Regions from separate parts of the Mus musculus genome. Here region 1 is linked to region 2. The links are chromatin contacts, called in public promoter capture Hi-C maps. All regions are on one chromosome and are shown on one strand. Each heading gives the region's core, a stretch centred on a gene start, on an enhancer-like site or on the middle of the called end of the contact. The rest is flanking DNA. Distances are from core to core; before and after follow the strand shown.

Region 1 (5,255 bases), core at 1,542-4,041, 1.0 Mb before region 2:
TCTGAGTTGGAGGCCAGCCTGGTCTACAGAGTGAGTTCCAGGACAGCCAGGGCTACACAGAGAAACCCTGTCTCGGAAAACCAAAAACCAAACCAAACCAAACCAAAAAAAAAAAAAAACAACTCAACCCTTTTATTTTCCACCAATCGTAAACATATTTTCTTTAAGCTGAAACAAAAGGTTTAGAGAAATTATCCTTTATATTAGAAAAACAGCTTTAGGTCATTCACTCAAGGTCATTCAAATACTGGTTTTAAAAAGTGGCACAATTGAAGCACACATCTTTGATCCCAGCACTCTGGAAGCAGAGGCAGGAAGATTTCTGAGTTGGAGGTTAGCCTGGTCTGCAAATGGAGCCCCAAGACAGCCAAGGACTGTTACATATAGAAACCTTGTCTTGAGCAAAAAGCAAAAAGACAAAATAAAACAACAACAAAATGCTCACAACTGTAAGTCAAAAGGCTACTTTTAAAATGTAAAACAGGAGCACTTCCATAACCATCTTCAAAACTACAAATATGCAGGGTGGCACACTCCTTTAATCCCTGCACTCCAGAAACAAAAACAGCCTGATCTCTGAGTTCAAAGCCAGCCAGATGGTCTACAGAGCAAGTTCCAGGACTGCCAGGGCTACACAGAGAAACCTTATCTCTAAAAAACAAAAAGAAGAGAGAGAGAGAGAGAACATAAAACCTTCACACTGGGGAACCAAGGGCACAAGCACTTGTGAACAGGCTGTGCGGACCCTGGCATCGTACTTAACTTGTGGGGCTTACTATTACTATTACTAGCAATTTACTAACGTGTGGGGCTTAAGTGTGGAGGAGAAATTGGAGAAGAATGAAGAAAACAGATTTCAAAGCCAGCCCACTCTGCGCCAGCTTTAACAAGGCTTAGATGTCGGGGCAGGCCACTCTAACCTAAAAGCGTAAAAAACCACATTCTACCATAACTTATTAATGATGCCAATTTGTTACCAAATAAGTCTGTCTCAGTACTAAAGATTCAACGGTCTCCACTTGGGACGGTCTGTTTAGCCAACAACCTCCACACATCAGAGTGGCTTACAGAACAATCTTCACGTGCTGTTGTTACACTGGGATCCCCTTGCATTTAATCTGATACAGAAAATCTGCCCACAGACCTGACTCCTTAGTGGAATCTGTCCAGCCAATTCATAGACTAGACGTGCAATACAAATGTTACAATTGATCGCTCGACTGACACAGATTACACTAGCTACAAATATCTGCCCCCCAAAAAAGCTGACGAGCACACCGAGGCCCAAGTAAAAAGAACCCTGTCAAAGAATCTGGAAACCAAGGCAACCCCCCAAAAAAGGTTTTGTCAGTCAAGAACACCAAACAACAGCCTGAGGGTGCCTACTTTCCTAAGTGAAGCTCAAAATAGATTTCAATTTCCAGCTGATGGGTCTCACCCGCTGTCTTTTGAACCTAGAAGCTGAAAGCAGAATAAACCGCCTGCTCTCTTTACCCGAGGAACAGGATCTATTTTGCACATGCTTATTTAAGATGCCTGGCGAGTATGGTTAATCCTCACAACCCCCGCACTGACATTTAATCGGAAGATTTGTTTTCTTTAGAGGACTTAGCTGCTTGCAAAGACATCTTTGCATTTTCAATTCACTGTTTCATACATGGCGGGGGGTGGGGGGGAGAACCCTACTTTCATAATACTTTTTTTTTTTTTAATGAACCACCAGAACCCCTCAAGTGGACCGGATCACAGAAAACAGAAACCATCTCAGCTCACGGTCAAAGGATAAAAGACAAAAGAAAGAGGCCATTTGGAGAGGGTCAGGCAGCTATAGGAATGGGTTCTGTGTCCCCCTAGTTAGTCGCCTAACCTCATGGCTTGTCACTCCTTGGTCTATTCAAAGAGCAAGTCTCCTTCCCTGTCGAGCCGCTAGCAGCCCTGCCGGTGATGCCCTAGACAAGGCAGCCCCTTTGCGTACAGTCACCCTCCACCAGAACAGGTCTTTCTCTTCTCAACACTTGTCACCAGATGCAATGATCAGTATTTGAATGTCTGTGTGACTATAGCCTCTCGGGGGGGGGGGGATAGGTTAGGTCTACGGTGGCGTTCAATACACACCAGCTCCAAAGCCTAGCACCGAAGAGACCCTCCAGCTCACGTCTAACAAATGAATGGACAGGAAGGAGTAAGGGGGCTGTCATCCCCGGGCCTCCACCACCGCACACCGAGGCCCGAGGAAGTGAAATGTGAGGGGGCGGGGGTGTCGGCGAGCCCACCCTCCTCCCCAGGAGACAAAGGAAGAGGGCCTGAGGTGGTCCAGTCCAGACAAGGAAGCGGCAGGGGTGTGGACCAGTGGGGACAAAGGGTGGCTGGGCCATGTTGGGGTCGGGTTTGCGGGGGGAGCTCGAAGATGACAGGGACCGCGGAGAGATAGAGGCGAGTGGGGGTGTCGCAGGGGCCGCGAACCCCAAGAGGGGTCTAGGGCGACGAGGATGCGCGACAGGAGTCCCCCGAGCCGGGAGGGTCGGGGAGACGGCGCGGCCTAGGGGCCCCCGGCTCCGCACCTGGTAAATAGCCGCCCAGTTCCCAGCCTTGTCGATCTCCTCGAACTCCTTCTCCATCTCCATGGCGGGACGGGTCGGCTGCCCGAGTTCCCACGGCCGTCCGCCGCGCTAGGCCGCGTCGCTCCGCGTCCCGAAGCCCGTCACCCGCCACCACCGCAGCCCCAAGCTCCCCAGCAGCGGCTTCTGCATGTCAAGCCGGCAGCCGGAAGTACGCACCCCCGCCTCACCGCGAGCTCCGCCCTCTGTACGGGAGGACCAGTCAGCTAGCGAAAAGGCGGCCGGCACTTCCGCGGGGGCGGAGCGGTAGGCGGGGCATCGCGGACGAGGCCCGAACCCGAGGAGCAGACTTGCTGCGCGCGCCGCGTGCGGCTTCCCGGGTTCCGCGCTCCGGAGGGCGCGCGCCCGTTGCCCAAGCGACCCCCGGCGGCGCGCCCACGGCGCGTGGGCCGAGGCGGGACTCGGGGAGTATCCTGAGTTCGAGCCTCAAGCCCGCCGGTTGAGTCAGGCGGCGAGGGCGTGGCCTCGAGCTGGGCGGTTGAGTGGGAGCGGCGTTTCCTGTCCCGGTCTGTTTTTCTTTTTTCTTTTTTTCCTTTTTGTCTTGGTTTTTCCAGACAGGGTTTCTGTGCGTAGCCCTGGACGTCCTCACATTCACTCTGTAGACCAAGACTGGCCTCGAACTCATAAATCCGGCTGCCTTTTTCCCGAGTTCTGGGATTAAAGGTGTGTGCCATCACTTCGGGCTCCGTTCTTTATTTTTAACTCAGGGTCACGATATTCCAGGCTGGCCTCTCACTTGCTGTCAGGCCAAGGATAACCTCTTATTTGCTGTCAGGCGAAGGATGATCCTCTCGCCTCCATCTCCCACGTCTTGGAATCACAGACATGCATTGCGGGGGATAAACCAGAGCTCCGTGCATGCTAGGACCTACTCCGGCCACATCCCAGCGAGCAGAGTGTTCGTTTTAGACAACGAATCACTCTATAGCCCGAGCTGGCCTGGAGTTCACTACGTAACCCAGGCCAGCCTCCAGCTCTGGATCTGCCTGCCTCAGTCTCCGGAGTTTTGGACAGGTGCTAACACCCAGCTGGCCACTCTGCTCTCATGAAACTTGGGAAAGTCCATAAGAGTTTTTACCCTGGCAGAATGAACGGATGGGACATGTGGTGCTAGTTTTCTGTCTTTCTCCAGTATCAAGAAAATCCTGACCAGATGTGGTGGCACTTGCCTTTAAACTCTCCAGGTAGAAGCAAGGGGTCTCTGAGTTCCAGGCCAGCCTGGTCTACATCGTTCCGGGACAGCCAGTTATACAGTGAGACCCCTTCTCAAAACAAAAAAACAACCAAAAGGGAAAAAATCTTCCTTGGGGTTTGTTGGTGACTCATAACCATCCTAACTCTAGTTTCAGGCCGTCTTCTGACCTTCAAGGGCACAGGGTATACATGTGATACCATACTACTGTACATACATGCATACAAAACCATCATACAAATAAATCTAAAAACATGTTTAAAAGAAAAAAAAAATCTTCCTCTCTGATGTCATCTGGGTGCAGATTCTGTGGTTTGTTCAGACTGCCCAGGGTGAGCACTGAATGTTGGTTCCGATGCTTGGGTTCCTTGAAGTATGTGTGAAGGATGGGATTGCCTTCCCTGGGGAAATGTAACTGGAACATGGAGTTGTAAACTTCCATTCTGGGATAGAAAGGGAGACATAGGTAGGAGCCGTGTCCTGTGCCCAGTGCCAGCTCCTGGTGTGACAGAGTGACTTCCAGTTTGCTCCAAGGGTACTGAGGTAGGCAAAAGGGCCCATGTTCATTTACTCTCCACAATCCCCCCTCACAGAGGCATTTTGATTCCCATCTTAGAGCTGCCAAGAGCAAAGCACACAGACAAAGCCCTTGTCCAAGGCAGCATTGCCAAGCAGGGTTAGCAGCTAAACATGTCTGTAATCCTAGCCCTTGAGAAGCTGAGGCAGGAGGATTGTGGAGAATTCGAGGTTAACTGTGTCTACACGGCAAATTCCTGGTACATAGTGAAACCCTGTCTCAAAAAGCCACAAAGAAAGCAGTCTTGCAAATGGGAAGGGAGGCTGGGTTCCAGGTCGGAGGATATCTTGCATAGGAGCCAGGCTTCTGAGGGCTCTAGACTTGGGGTCTAAGACCCATGATGCAGGGCTGGAGAGATGGCTCAGCAGTTACAAGCACTGCTTTTCCGAAGGTCCTGAGTTCAAATCCCAGCAACCACATGGTGGCTCACAACCATTTATAATGGGATCTGATGTCCTCTTCTAGTGTGTCTGAAGATAGCTACAGTGTACTTATTTATAATAATAAGTAAATCTCTGGGCCTGAGCAAGTGGAGTTGACTGGATGCAGCCTGGAGTAGATGTGCTTGTGGTGGATCCCTTGGGTTTCTCCACTGTGAAAGAAAGATAAGACTGCCTACCTCGTGGGAGGGGCTTACTGTATCAAGGGGCTCAGTCACTTTTCAAGTAGTAGCAAACAGGTAGATTTCATTCCCCCCCCCCCCATTAAAATTAGTTATATGTGCGCCACAGGTTACGTTTTGCGGTCTGAGGACAACTTGCTAGGATCAGTTTTCTCCTTCTGCTGTGTGAGACCCAGGGACTCAAACTCAAGTCTTTAGACTTGGCAGCAAGCAGCTTCATCCAGGAAGCCCTCTAGCCAGCCCATT
Region 2 (5,852 bases), core at 361-2,860:
TCACGGACTCCTCCAATTAGAACGTGAGCTCCCTAAAGAGAGACACCTTGTCCACTTGTGATTCTTCACTATATTCCCAGGGTTTCATAGAATGAGATATTAAACAAATAAGGCAATAAATCAATTCCACAGTTAAAAGCACTGCTCTCTCAACCAATTCCTGTCTAGAGACTGGCTTCCCAAAGCCCAACTAGAACACCAAACAGCCAGAGGGGAGAAAATTCCTTTGCACAAATGGAAAAGTGAAGAAGAGTTGAGTGTGGTAGCCTACACTTGTAGAAAGATAACGCTCTAAGTCTAGCCTGGGCTATGAAAGACCCTTTATCCAAAATAAATAGATAGACAGACAGACAGATACCTTCCATGTCTTCATAAAATAACAGAGCATTCACCATGTGGCTCTCATACATGGGACCCAGCAATAAAAAGTTATCCTTAAAGATAACTCAGAGCAGATGAGAACCGTGAGAAACAAGCAGTAGTTACTACATATAAGGTCAATGCTACAGGACACATAAACGTGGGTGATGTGGCCATCGCAGTGAGAACTGAGAACTCCTCCCTAAGAAGGGAACTTGAAAGGCAGGGAGGGAGGCAGCCCCGCCAAGATCTGAGGTCAGCTGCTTCTAACATCACGAAAGCTGGGGACTTAGCATACAGGACGGGACTATGAATACTTAAAAGAGCCGGTCATGGAGGCGACAGTGCTTATGGAGAGACGAATGGCCATGGTCAGCAGTTCAGGCGAGCCCTCTGGGAAACACAGCCTGCAGTCAGCGGAACCTTCAAGCCACTTAACCGAATATGCAAGTGAAGAATCGTAAGTTTGAGGAGAGGGTAAAAATGCCATTTCAGTGGAAGAGATTGTTCAACACGTGAGGGAGCACGGTTTCCACGCCCAGCATCACCTAATTATTTAAAAACTAGGAAATTCGTAGAGAGGCAAGGACTAGCTCTGAATTACACTCCTAGGGAAAGACGGAGTGTGCGTGGGGACAGATTATCTAACTGGAAAGCCGGCGAGCCCCAGGCAGGGGAACACCATTCGCCTGTAGGTTCCTTAGGTCCTAGGGACACGAACGTCACAGCCAGCTGAAACCCGAGGGCCAAGTCCACTCTGGCGGAGGCCAAAGCCCCGCGAAGTCAGAGTGGGCGATCTCCGGCCTCTTTTAGAACCAGGGACCCAGACCGGCTCGGCCAGGTCAGGCCTCGGCGCGGAACAGCGCTCACGCTGCGGGCCCCGGCGCGCCGAGAACGGACGCGCGGGCTTGACCAATCCGCGGACGCCTACGCGGCGGCGCGACCAATCCCAGCAACGCTGGAAGGGAAGGGGCGGGAGCTCGAGAAGCTCGCGTGAGGCCGAGCCCCAAGCTGCCCCAGCTTCCCGGAGCGGTCAGGCCCGACCCAGAGGCGGCGTGCGGGGAAGACCAGGCGCGCGTCCTCGGGCTGAGGCCCAGATCCACCTCCCAGCGATCGGCCCCTCCCTCAGCCGCGTCCCCGCGGCCACCCTGCTCGCTCCATGCCTCACCTCGTGGGGACGCCGAGACCGAGGAGGGAATCCCAAGCGAGAGCTGCAGCCGACACTACCCCACTCCAGCCGCTGCTCCGCCTCACATTCAAACCCTGGCAAAATGGCGCGGCGGCTAAGGTGGCGGCCACTGCGCATGTGCGAGTGAGACCGGGACGCGGGGTGGAGCCAGGAATGCTTTGGCCCCACCCCGGCTGCGAGGGCCAATCGGAACCATTGCTCGGGTCTGCGGTGACGTCACAAGAGACCGTGCCTTTTGACGCAGGCTTCTGTTTTGGGTTTCTTTCCTCAGACCCTAGCAGGTTCTGCGAGTGGCTCCTAGTGGCTTCTAACTGTTGGATGGAACGTGCTCGTTCACGCCTGAGCGAAGGGACAGAGCAGAGCGTCTGTTCTAGGACAAATAGAATAAACGAATGAGTAAGAATTTCAAGCTAGGGGATAGCACGCTTGGTTAAGCAAGTGATAGCTGCGCAAGGAAGAAGACGGGAGTTCGAATCCCCAGCACCCACATAAAAGCCAGCCTGACTACAATTCCGTACCTGGGGAGGCAGACACAGGAAGATCGCTGGGGCTTACTGGCCGGCCTGTCTAGCTAATTGGTGAGCTTCTGTTTCCATAAGAGATCCAGCCTTGAAAACTAAGAGAGCAATGGATGAAGACACCCACATTCATTCACTCACACACACATGATTTCAGAAGCTGAAGGCGATGGCTCATGCTTGTTACCACTTGGCACTTGGGAGGCAGAAGCAAGACAATCGCCATTTATTTAAGCCCAGCATGGTCTACACAGAGGCCAGGCATAGCTACACAGTGAGATCCTTTCTCAAAAAAAAATTTTTTTTTTCAGACGACGATGTAGTTGGTGGCAACTTAAAGGTAACTGGGATGTTCATTTGACCCTTGAACAAGAGAAATCTTATCTTTTCAAAAGCCAGGAGACAGTTGTGTGACTGTACGCCTCGCAAGCAAAGAAAGGTGAAGGTCTAGAAGCAGGTTTTTGATCAAGACTGAAGCCTAGTGTTCTGTAGTAAGACCGGGCTGAAGAAGCCAGCTTAGCTTGCCTTCTCTGTTCCTCTCTGCTACAAGCTTACCCCACTTTACTGCACTGATATGTGTTCCTTCCTGTCTCTGGGTCCAGGAGTAGCTGGCTCACTTTGCGTTTTAGCCAGTAAAGGACAGGCTGCCTAGCTTGCCATGAATTCCAGGTCACAAACACTCATTTTCATAATCGATACTTCATGGGAACGCTTACCCTCAAAAGCATGCATTGTTTATGTAAGGTTCTCATTAAACTGTTTTTTTTTTTAAGATTTATTTATTTGTTATATGTAAGTACACTGTAGCTGTCTTCAGACACTCCAGAAGAGGGCATCAGATTTCATTACGGATGGTTGTGAGCCACCATGTGGTTGCTGGGATTTGAACTCAGGACCTTCAGAAGAGCAGCCGGTGCTCTTAACCACTGAGCCATCTCGCCAGCCCTAAACTGGGTTTTCTGTATCTTACCTGGTTGGCTTGACTTCATTCTATCATCCTGAGTTAATTTATGTAACAGGAGGGGTGCGTGGGTGCCATGGTAGCTGTGTGAGGTCAGGTCTCACCAGCTTGTGGGTCCCAGGGATTGAACCCTGGCCCTCAGTCTTGGCAGCAAGTGCTTCTACCCTCAGCCCTCCTCCTCATGCTGTCTGCAAGGCGTGTGAGTTTCTTGTGTTTCTTCTACACAAGAGCTTAAGTCTTACTGCTCTTCTTTATAGCCGTGCCTCCAACACTCAGCACACCCCAGCTGCTCAGTAAAGATGTTCTGGGGTTTTTTGTTTGATTGGTTTGGTTTGCTTATGACTTCTCGAGACAGGGTTTTTCTGTGTAGCTGTCGCTGTCCTGGAAGACAGAGCTGTAGACTAGGCTGGTCTCGAACTCACAGAGATCTGGTTGACTCCATCTCCCAAATGTTGGGATTAAAGATGTGCCACTGCCACCACCACCAGGCTCTGTTGCTAGGTAATTTTTTTTTAGATTTATTTATTTATTACGTATACAATATTCTGCCCGCATGTATGCCTGCATGCCTGAAGAGGGCACCAGATCTCATTGTGGATGGTTATGAGCCACCATGTGGTTGCTGGGAAATTGAACTCAGGACCTCTGGAAGAGCAGACAGTGCTCTTAACCTCTGAGCCACCTCTCTAGTCCAAATATATGTATATTTAATGTTAAGGTTTTTTTCTTTTCTGTGTGCCACATGCATGCAGTGCCCAAAGAGGCCAGAGGAGAGCGCTGTTTCCCACAGAGCTGGAGGTGACACATGGGAGCTGGAAACAGTACCTGGGTCCCCTGGAAGAGCAGCCAGTGCTTTCACCCATGGAGGAGCACCTCTCCTGCCCCTCCCTGTGTGTTGGGTATGCACATCCGTATAGGTGAAATGTCGTGTATAAGTACAAGCAAGGCACTGGATTTTTTTTGTTTGTTTGGTTTTTCAAGACAGGGTTTCTCTGTATAGCCCTGACTGTCCTGGAACTCACTTTGTAGACCAGGCTGGCCTCAAACTCAGAAATCCGCCTACCTCTGCCTCCTGAGTGCTGGGATTAAAGGCGTGTACCACCACCGGCTGGTAAGGCCCTGGATTTTGTTAGAAATAAGTTCAAAGTTCTAAAGAATGAGACCACTATTCCAGTTGAAATGTCTCAACAGGGCAAGACTTTACTTTGACCTAGACCCTGGACTAGAGCAGTGGTCCTCAGCCTTCCTAACACTGGGATCCTTTCATACTGTTCCTCATGTTGTGGGGACCCCCCCAACCATAAAATTATTTTTGTTGCTACTTCATAATTGTAATTTTGCTCCTATTATTAACATAATAATATAACGTAAGTAACTGTCTTCCAATGTTCTTAGGTGAGCCCCATGGTGAGAACATTTGTTCTAGATTCTAGAGTGCATTGCTCAGAAACATGGAAGAGCATTTTCTGATGTAGGCGACGATCGGTCAGGTCTTTCCTCCATTGGCTGGTGTCTGACCTCACACTTCTCCATTGGCTAGTTTCAAAAGAAAGTGAAGAACTGGGTGTGGTGGTACTCGCCTTTAATCCTTATCAAGGCCAGCCTGGTCTACAGAGAAAGTTCCAGGACAGTCAGGACTGCACAGAGAAACCCTGTCTCAACAAAACAGAACAAGAAAACAAAGGATATGATGGAGAGAAGAAGGGGTTGGGCTCTTAATATTTTTAAGTTCCAAGAGAGCAACAGGGCCTTTACATAAACAAAGGTTTTACAGGGTAAGGAGACTAAACCATTTATATAAAATCTTACAAGGTTGGAGAGGATAAAATATATGAATTTCTTGTCATAAAGAGAAATTTTGGGGCTGGAGAGATGGCTCAGCAGCTGAGAGCACTGACTGCTCTTCTGAAGGTCCTGAGTTCAAATCCCAACAACCACATGGTAGCTCACAACTACCCTTAATGAGATCTGATGCCCTCTTCTGGTGTGTCTGAAGACAGCTACAGTGTACTTATATAATAGTACTTATATAATAATAAATCTTTGGGCCGGAGCGGGCAGGGTTGACAGGAGGGAGCAGAGGTCCTAAAATCAATTCCCAACAACCACACGAAGGCTCACAACCATCTACAGCTACAGCGTACCCATATACATAAAAATAAATAAAATCTTTTTTTTTTAAGTGAAACTACAGAAGCCAAAAAGCAAGATTAGTACAATTAGAGAATTTCCAAGATCTATGGAATTTGATGGACTAGGTCTTGGTTTTAAAAAAAAAAAAAAAAAAAGCCAGAGCTGGGCATGGTGGTGCACGCCTTTAATCCCAGCACTTGGGAGGCAGAGGCAGGCAGATTTCTGAGTTCGAGGCCAGCCTGGTCTACAGAGTGAATTCCAGGACAGCCAGGGCTACAAAGAGAAACCATGTCTCAGAAAAAAAAAAAAAAAAAAAAAAAAAGACAAATTTTACACTGTATGATAAAAAAAACTTCATGTTTCTTACAATTTGATACCCAGTCCAAATATCACACACACCACACACACACACACATATACATATATATATATGTATATATATACCATACACACACACACACCACATATAACAGACCACACACACATATATATATATTTATGCATGCAAACACACAAACACTATCCACACACATATACACACTTCACAAATGCACAACCACATATACATACACACATACACACATACCACATACACTGGATACAGGCTGGTACCCTGCAGCTAACACCAGCCTGAAAACCCAAACGCTGAGGCAAGATGATCAGGTCTGTCTGAGAGTAAGCACCCCAGCAC

Evidence for each region. Promoter capture Hi-C pulls out the DNA fragments that hold promoters and counts their contacts.
Region 1: a promoter capture Hi-C map of erythroid cells shows a contact between it and region 2, with 9 times the contacts expected there. The contact joins the promoter of Ptpn1 here to the promoter of Cse1l in region 2. A contact is called at or near these places in 1 of 39 promoter capture datasets (erythroid cells) and 1 of 115 datasets of contacts at active chromatin or transcription factors (pancreatic cancer cells).

Annotation. Positions count from the first base shown.
Region 1 is chr2:167,929,863-167,935,117 of GRCm38.p6, reverse strand. It overlaps Ptpn1 (protein tyrosine phosphatase, non-receptor type 1), which reads right to left and starts at 2,791. Exons shown (of 9, transcript NM_011201.3): 1 at 2,562-2,791. The coding sequence starts at 2,624.
Region 2 is chr2:166,901,854-166,907,705 of GRCm38.p6, reverse strand. It overlaps Cse1l (chromosome segregation 1-like (S. cerevisiae)), which reads right to left and starts at 1,610. Exons shown (of 25, transcript NM_023565.3): 1 at 1,529-1,610. Gm31204 (a long non-coding RNA gene) reads left to right here and starts at 412. Exons shown (of 3, transcript XR_866966.3): 1 at 412-2,127.